Regions from separate parts of the Mus musculus genome. Here all the other regions are linked to region 1. The links are chromatin contacts, called in public Micro-C and promoter capture Hi-C maps. All regions are on one chromosome and are shown on one strand. The core of a region is the stretch at or near the end of the contact, and the rest is flanking DNA. Distances in the headings are between cores, read along the strand shown.

Region 1 (2,744 bases), core at 190-2,689:
CCTGGACTTTTACGGTGGCTGGGAGTCACACAGAGGAGATAGATGTATCTCTGGGCGTGTAGAGCTGACAAGGGGGTCCAGAGATTTGCAGGGACTTATGTGACAGGAGAAGGTTGAAGAAAGACTTCCTGGAGAGGGGATGAAGGAGCCCCACGCAAAGGTCACTTTTCCTGGTTTCACAATTGCTTCCTGTGACAGGGAATGCTAAAACAGCTTTGAGAGCCCTGCCAAAACCTACAACATAAGCCTTTCCACTAGGACTGATGGGTAAAACCTTGGCTCACAGGGCAGCTCAACGCTGGTCACCCTCAGACTGGCCAGAGACTGGAGGGGGAGGACCCTCTCTCAGCATGACCCACAATTATACCACCCCCCATCCATAGCAGTATCCCAGGCTAGTTTCTACCCTCTGAACAGAGGCAGAACCCTCCTTCTCCAGCCCCCATCCAGCATTCTTGGGATTTTGTTCCACACTGCCTCGGCGTGTGAGGATCCTGGAGTAGACTGATCTGTGACCCCTTACTTTGACCTGTGACCCTCTCTTCCATCCCGCGGTCCTAGCAGCCTGCTCTTTCCCTCAGCCACTCACCTGCCGACGCGCCAGCCCACTTCTCCTCCCCTCCCCCCAAGGTGGGGAAGGAATGGCGGGCAGAGAAGGAAGGCGGAAGGGGGGTGACATTCCTTGGATTCCCTGGATGGGGGGAAGTGAAGGAGTCAAGGAGAGCAGAGCAGAGCAGAGGGAGGGGCACCCCATCCCCACCTCATCACCAAAGAGGCCGACCAGGACTGGGAATTGAAAACCCATTAGAGAAAAGATTGACCTGACCAGTTCCAGGCCACTGCTCAGTCAGAGGAGGGGCGCTTCCCAGCAAGGTGGCTGCCTCTAAGGGGAGGGCATCCTAGGGCACTCAGGGAAGAGCCGGTCATGCAGGAGAGACTACAAAGAGAGACCAGCACAGGCAACTAATCACATCAGGGACCGCTGGTCAAAACCGACAGTTCACAAACCAGGGCGATGGCTCACCCTTGTAATCCCAGTACTTGGGAAACTGAGGCAGAAGGCCAGCCTGAGCTACAGTGGGCCACCGACTCCAAAAAGAAAATAAACTAGGAAAAAGATTCACCTGCAGTCGAGGGCCACATGCCACCTTGGGCATGCGTGTCAAGACCCCGCAGGTGGCCAGGAAGGAAGGGAACGAGTATCTGCGCGCTTTCCCTTAGATTCCAGCTCGAGGCTTGACTGGAGGGTCGGTCCCCACGGCTGAGGAGGAGAGCCGCAGGCGTGGGTTGGATGGAGCAGCGCGCGGCGGTGCTAGCGGGTCCCCGCGCGCGCGAGGGTGGGAGGTCCTCTCAGGGCAGTGGGAGGTCTTGGCCCTGCGCCCAGCTTGGGGATGGGGTGGGCGTGGTCAGGGGCGTGGTCAGGGGCCTGGCCTCCGCTGCCAGCTTCAGGGCGGCGGAGAGCCTCGCCCGGGCTCAGTCACTGCCGCCACTGCAGGGAACATGGAACCCCCTGACGCCCGCGCAGGGCTGCTGTGGCTCACCTTCCTGCTGTCGGGCTACTCAGGTATGACTTGGGGCTGAGGGCAGAGCTGAAACTTGAGGTTGGGGCTTGTGGGGCAGGCCCCTGGAGTCCCCGAGAAGACAAGGGGAACAAGCTTCCATTTCCCCAGGGATCACAATCTAGGGATTCCCCAGTAGGGAGGAAGGCGGGAGGCCTTGGGGTGCACCCGATCTGAGAGCTAAGGATACCCTAGCTCTGGAGCAAACACATCTGAGACAGCTGTCCCTCCCCAGCTCTTTGGGAATCCTGGAGTCTAAGCCCTGCGACCCCTAATAACCTTGAGTACCTGGAATCTGGGATCTGTAGCCCCTAGTCCCTTAGACTGGAGTCCAGCCCCTCCCCTCCCCCATAGTCAAAATAGGTTCTGCTAAGATACTGAAGATTAGCATCCCGGAGCTGTTCTCTAAGTGATTAAGCTCAGAGTTTCCTCAGAGAAACGGGGGACCCTGCGGTTAAAGCACTTTCTAGAATGTTAGGGTTTCCCCAAAATTCAGAGTTTAGGCTGCCTCTAAAGGACCCGCCTCTCTCTGAAAGGGCCGGAAGAACCGAGCCTGACAGAGAAGGTGGAACAGTGTTTTCCGACTGACAGGGCCCCTTTCCTGAGGGCCCCGATAAATCCACACACCTGCATGTGGTGAAGTGGGGAGGAGAAACAGGGGCGGGGGGACACTGGGGACAGGGTGAAGAGAGATCAGGGAAGACAGGATATCTGGCTGCTTGGCTGCTCACAACCAGTCCAGAGCACCAGCTTGGCCCCCAACCAGCTCCCCTGGGACAGGCTGGGCCCAGAGGTGGGTGCCTGAGAACCAAGGCTCCTGGCACAAACGTGATATAGAGTGGGAACCCAGGAGTAGTCTGTGCCAGGTTAGGCGGGAAAGGAATGATGCCAGCCCAGAGGGTAGATTCTCAGCAAGAACCGTGCTACCTGCCAGACCCTGACAGGAATCCAAGACCCAAGTTCTCAGGTCCCTAGGACTCAGAGATCCGTGTTTCCCACATGCAGCCTGCTATACCTCGGGCAGCTAGTTGTCTAAACTTCCAGTCCTTTCTCCCTCAGGACCCAGCCTCACCTCTGCCCAGGTGACTCACCTCACCCTTTTCAAGCTTCTCTGGTAAAGAGATGGGGGGGGGGTGTTGTCAAGGGGCGGGTAGGGGGCTCTGGCGCCAAGCTGGGCAGGTCTCA
Region 2 (2,905 bases), core at 94-2,593, 4.5 Mb before region 1:
TCTCTGCAGCCCACTTTTTCAAATTCTTTTTACTCATCCTTGTACACTTTCCCATGTGCAGTGCACTTTGAGCACATGTCCCACTGTCCTCTCTTATCCCTCCTCCTTCCAGACCTTTCTTCTCAGCAACTTCCCCTCTTCCTTCATGCAGTTCAGAGAGGCTCTGTGTAGAGCACTTGCCCGCCATGCAGGAGTCCTGTTTTCAATCCCTACCACTGTGGGGATGGGGGAAGCAACCCGACTTACCTGTAACTTGGTCATTGTTCTCTTCTCTTTGAGACAAGGCAGGGCTCTGGGAAGCAAGCTGGGGAAGAGAGGCTTCGTGAGAACACTGCTAGGACAGTTGGTCCACGTGGCTTCCTCAGCTTCTCCATCAGCCCCAAGGGCTGTGCGCGCTGACCAGGCTTTTCTGCCTACTTCCTACTAAGCCTCCGGGTTACCAGACTCACTCACCACATTCTCTATTTCTGGAAGCTTCAGGGGTGCTGGGCACTCTTACCTTCACAAGGCTGCCTGTGGTGATGGGTTTCCCAGAAAACACAAATGTTTAAGCAGCCCCAGAAGTCTGATGCATGCTGTGTCATGACTGACCACCAGCCTCAGAAGGGTCTGTCAATTGTGACAGCTATCTTACATGTTATTGTTTCCATACATGGGAGTGAAGTTAAACCTCTCTGTATCCTGCTCTAAAAGGCTTCATAATTAGCAAACATTATTGACCTGCCAGAGCCTCCAGAGTCTCTTTTTCCACATGCACGAAGATAATGACCAATAGAAATCTAAGCCCTGCAAGATGGCTTAGTGGGTAGAAGTGACTTCAGCTGAGCCTGATGGGGCGAGTTCGAGTCCCTGAACACCACACGGTGCAAGGAAAGACCTGACTCTCACAAGTTGTCTTCTGACCTCCATACATAAGCTGTGACACAACCCTCCCCTCTTAAATAAATAAATGCAAAACCAAACCAAATCAAAACAAAAACACATAAAAGTAAGAGTTGCCACTTAAGGCTTTATGACACTGGCCATCTGTCACCACAGCTTCTCTGCCAGGCTCCAGTGGGAAGCTAGACTCTCCCGGGGTTCCACCAGCAGCTGAGATGGGTCCAGGAATCAGGGCAGGAGGCCTCAGGCAGAACCCAGTTAAAAAGGACGGGTCGCTGCCACAGCTGCCCCGCTTTTCCCCGGAATGCAAACTCGTCTCTGAGAGGACACACCGGAATGCAAACTCGTCTCTGAGAGGACACACCGGAATGCAAACTCGTCCCTGAGAGGACACACCGGGGCACAGCGCACAGAAGGCCTGCGGGATGCTCCAAGCTCTCACCTCACTGGAAGGAAGCACTGCCAGGCAGCCTAGCCTTCTGGAGCTGAAGCAAACTTAGCTGCTAATGGCTCCAGAACTACAATTCCCAGAATGCCTCGGCGGAAGTTCATCGGTCTGGAGCTTTTTCTGGGACTACATTTCCCAGAACGAGAAGGTTCCAAGCTATTTTAACTAGAGTGAGGTCGGTGGAAATTGCTTTTTGGGAAATGTAAAAGTACCACTCTCGCTTAGAAAGGAAGTTGTGGGTCCAGACAAAATCAACAGTCTTTAGTCATATTTGGCCTTGTTTCGTTGAGAAATTTAAAATTGACCTTTATAGTGACTACCAGCTAAGTCCCATGGTTTAGAAATCTCAAAGGGTAGGTCTCTGTCTTGGCTGTAGGAAGGTGCAGTAACAGGACCAGAGGGCATAACTATCCTGGCTCCAGTTTTCAACCCTTTAGCCAGGGGGCTTATGGGGAACAGGGTCTCAAGTTTTGCCAACTTCTGGATAGAAAATTCTGTTCCTGAGTCAGATTAGCATAGGTAAGCTCTGGATGCCCTAGTGAGTTCGGTTAACATTCTGTCTAAGCTCCACCATACAGTTACCTGGCAACACCTAGGTATGCTCCTCCCCACAATTATCTGGCAACAGCCTGGTAGGCGGATCCACTATAAAAGTGGTTGCTTGCCCTCTCCTCTTTCTTTTGTCCTCTTGTTCTTTTGCTCTTCCCGTCTTGCTCCTGCTCTGTCCCCTCATACCTTCCCCCCTCTTTCTCCACGTGCTCATGGCCAGCCTCTACTCTTCTCCTCTACTTCTCTCTCCCATTCTCTGCCCTACTACCCTCTAAACTCCCCTCCCCAAGCCCTGAATAAACTCTATTCTATACTATACCATCGTGTGGCTGGTTCCACAGTGGGAAGGGATGTCTTGGCATGGGCCTGTTGAGGCACCCGCTTCCCCCATACCTCACCACACCCCTATAGAACGTATCCACCCCACCCCACCCCCATTTATCATTTTATAAACATATCAAGTTCTACTTCCCAGTCTGCATAAGGAGGGAAGAGGGTCCTAGGATTTGAGTATAATGGGGTGGTGGGTCTTACAGTTTGGTTTGCAGGTAAGTTCTATTTTAATGTAGGGGTCCCTGTCTGTCTTCCATCCTATCCCCTAATTTTCACATTCTCAGTGGTGGCAATAGAAAGTCCCTGGAAGGTTGCAAGTGGAACTTAAATCAGCAGGGCAGGTGCTACATCTACTCCAGTAGTGACACGTGCAACTGGCCCCAAAAACCTGGGCACTGTCCTGAGGCAAAAAGTCTCCTGGAACTGTGGCATCCTGAATAACGAATGCTCCAATGTCCATGCTTTAGTTGGTAAACAGATCTGTGTGCTTTCCCTTAATATTACTTTATTATAAGTGCTTCTAAGGATTCATTTTTGATATTTAGCTAAGTTAGATTCCTCATCAATCCTAGGCAGTCCTTGAGCCGACCAAGGGCTTTGAATTCAGTAAGAATGTTGCCTATTCAGTGACATTCAGAATTGCCTCTAGTATTGTAAGAGAGATAGTGAAAGAAATCAGGCATTATTATCTAC
Region 3 (2,719 bases), core at 165-2,664, 4.8 Mb before region 1:
CTACGCAAATAAGTAGGGTATGGACGAATGGGCAGCCAAGAAAAGCTTGCGTCTAACACTCTAGGAACAGGGCTCGAGAACTTTAAAGACCTCCGTAGCTGAGTTGGATCTAAGGCCACCCCATCCAGCCCGAACTGTCCCCTCACCTCTGCAGCGCCTCCGCCTGGGTCCGCAGCACCACCTGCAGGCGCTCTAGCTCCTCGCAGCGGTCACTGCTGCTGCAATCCGCCGGCGGCACAAAGAGAGGCGCAGCTCCTAACCCAGCACTGTTCAACAAGGCTGCAGTCTCATCCCGGGCTTTAGCTGCATTCTGGGAATCTCCAGGGCGCAGATTCCGGACAGCCAGCAGCGGGGTTCCTCTAGCCAGGGCGGCTCGCGCTGCCTCTCCCAGAGCTGGGGTCAAGGGCTCCTCGCTCCCCTCAGATCCTGGTAGCACCAATACCAGCAAGTTGGCCTCCGCCGCCCAGGGCCCGGGAGCTGCGGGTGGGCAACTCAGCTCACCCAGGAAGAGGCCCGGAGCCGCAGCTCTCAGGCTGGGGACTCCAGAGTCCTGCCGTCCATCGGGAATCTCTACCGTGTCCACATTCTTACCGCATAACGCGGCGATCAGGGCGGACTTTCCCGAGCCGGGAGGCCCCAGGAATAAGGCAGTCACGTCACCCTGAGGCAGAGGCATTGCTGGAAAGCAAGAGGCGGGGAAAGAAATTGGTCAGGGAGCACGTAAGACTTTTTGTTTGCTTCTTTTCTAAGACAGCGTCTCGCTGTGTAGCCCTGGCTGGCCTGAACTCATTACGTAGACCAGGCTGGCCTGACATTCAAGAGATCGATCCTCTCCCCTCTGTCTCCCAGAGTGCTGAGATTAAAGGCGTCGCACTCCCCCACACCAATCAACACCCTCTCCTAACTGATTCACTGTAGATCCAGGCTTCAGTCCTCCAGCCTGTCCTCTACTTCCATTCTCCAGTGTCACGCTGCAGGACCTAGAAACTCAACCCCCAGGGCCTATTCCTGGGAGAGCCAGGTATATGCCCATTCTCCACACGAATGCATTTCTCTATTTAAAAAAGAAGAAACAGAAGAAGGAAAACAAAAACCCTCAAAAACCTGACTGCCAAACTCGAGAATGGTCTTTCCCCTCCCCATTCCAAATCACCAACCGATCAGAGAGGTGACACGCCTGGAGAGCACAGAGGCCCAGCCCCTTAAGACGAGCTGACGGAGGCTGAAGGGGCAGGAGTGTCCGGATTTAGAAACATCCGGACTCCTTCAGGTGGCTCTATACTGACGTCATTCCTTCCAAGACCGGTGTGTCTTGGAGTGCCACTGCGGAGAGGAAGAATTTTTGGCAGCTCCTTCTTTCTAGCTAAGGCTGTTTGGGCAAAGGCACAATAAAACCCATGCGCGTGCGCAGAAAGTTTTGGGGCGGTGCCCCACCAAGACCAGCAACCAATACGCCTGCGCAGTACGTGCAGGGTTTGTACGGCAAAGGGGGACAGGAAGCGATGAGCCCACGCAGTAAGCTTAGCGTTGTACGGAGCACACAACCAACGTCATCATCACGCACCCCTGTACAGAAAAGGACCTCTCCACTTGCCCTTGCGAAGACTTGCCTGCCGTGACTATATTAGTGCCGGACTGCAACCTTGAACCTGACTCGGGGACAATGGTGGTGCAACAGATCACTGGAGTCTGGAGACTAGGAAAAACTATCCCGCTCTCGTCCGGTGGCAGAGCTGTGGCGACCAACTGTCAGGCGCAGCTAAGGGACAGTCTTCGGGGAGGAAAGCAAGAGGCGTCCGTGACCATCAAGAACTAAGAGCAGAAGGCAGTGCATGGGAGCAGCGTGATCCAGAAATGAACTAGTGAACGCGGGCGGCGGTGACTACGGTGAAACAGTAATCAATGTCAGAGAAGGATGTCTCCTGGGAGAAGGCGGGCTCAAGTGTGAGCACCACTGCTTGTGCGGGGGTTATGGTTGACACGTGAGAAACTAGGATGGGGCTGGTAAGAAAGACCAAGAGTTCCACCTTCGAGGGAATTCGGTTTCGTGAAGATGAGGACACAGGGGCTTGAAGACCGAGGTGTCACAAACCCGAGGAGTCTCCCATGTGAGACTGCTGAAGCTTTTCTAGTGAGAGTGTCATTAGAGTTCAGTGAGTGTCAAAAAATAGAGCGAGGCCCACTAAGGTTGGTGGCAGCCACGCCCCCCCCCTCTCTCTTTCATATCAGAACATCGCCCTGAAGACACTGTAGAGGGCAAGCGTCTCCCAAGGAATGGAGTCCAGACAGCCCAGGAGACGACCTCTTTGAGTACTGCCAGAAAGAGGGGTTGGGTGCAGGAGTGACAGACACTAAAGGGACCTCCATATCTCGACGCCCCGCCCTGCTACAGGTGGCCGCAGTGACTACCTGCCAGGAATGACCTCCTCTCATGATCAAAATTATTTCCCTTGATTTGGGCACACAAACAGAAGCAGGACGACATTTAGAGGAATAAAGGGCTGCCAGGCGAAGATTGGGTTGTGGGGTGTGACTGGCAATATCATTACCTGGAATGAGTCCCCAGGGTTCTTGTCCCACTTTCCCCCTAGACTTTCAATATGACTATGCTTCAGTTTCCCGTAGCAAACGTGTGCAACACGGGCTATGGTGGTAGCACACCTTTAATCCCCGAATTTAGGAGGTAGAGGCAGGCCGTTCACTGAGTTTGAAGCCAGCC

What was found. Promoter capture Hi-C pulls out the DNA fragments that hold promoters and counts their contacts. Hi-C and Micro-C count contacts between places; a contact is called where the count stands out from the background.
Region 2: a contact with region 1 is called in a Micro-C map of embryonic stem cells. The contact joins the promoter of Zfp108 here to the promoter of Bcam in region 1. A contact is called at or near these places in 1 of 39 promoter capture datasets (cranial neural crest) and 1 of 484 Hi-C or Micro-C datasets (embryonic stem cells).
Region 3: a contact with region 1 is called in a promoter capture Hi-C map of the HPC-7 cell line. The contact joins the promoter of Irgq here to the promoter of Bcam in region 1. A contact is called at or near these places in 3 of 39 promoter capture datasets (the HPC-7 cell line, cranial neural crest and second pharyngeal arch cranial neural crest).

Annotation. Positions count from the first base shown.
Region 1 is chr7:19,769,227-19,771,970 of GRCm38.p6, reverse strand. Bcam (basal cell adhesion molecule) reads left to right here and starts at 1,439. Exons shown (of 15, transcript NM_020486.2): 1 at 1,439-1,564. The coding sequence starts at 1,501.
Region 2 is chr7:24,253,232-24,256,136 of GRCm38.p6, reverse strand. Zfp108 (zinc finger protein 108) reads right to left here and starts at 1,343. Exons shown (of 4, transcript NM_018791.2): 1 at 1,215-1,343; 2 at 247-304. The coding sequence starts at 261.
Region 3 is chr7:24,529,343-24,532,061 of GRCm38.p6, reverse strand. Irgq (immunity-related GTPase family, Q) reads right to left here and starts at 1,414. Exons shown (of 3, transcript NM_153134.3): 1 at 1,158-1,414; 2 at 147-678. The coding sequence starts at 676.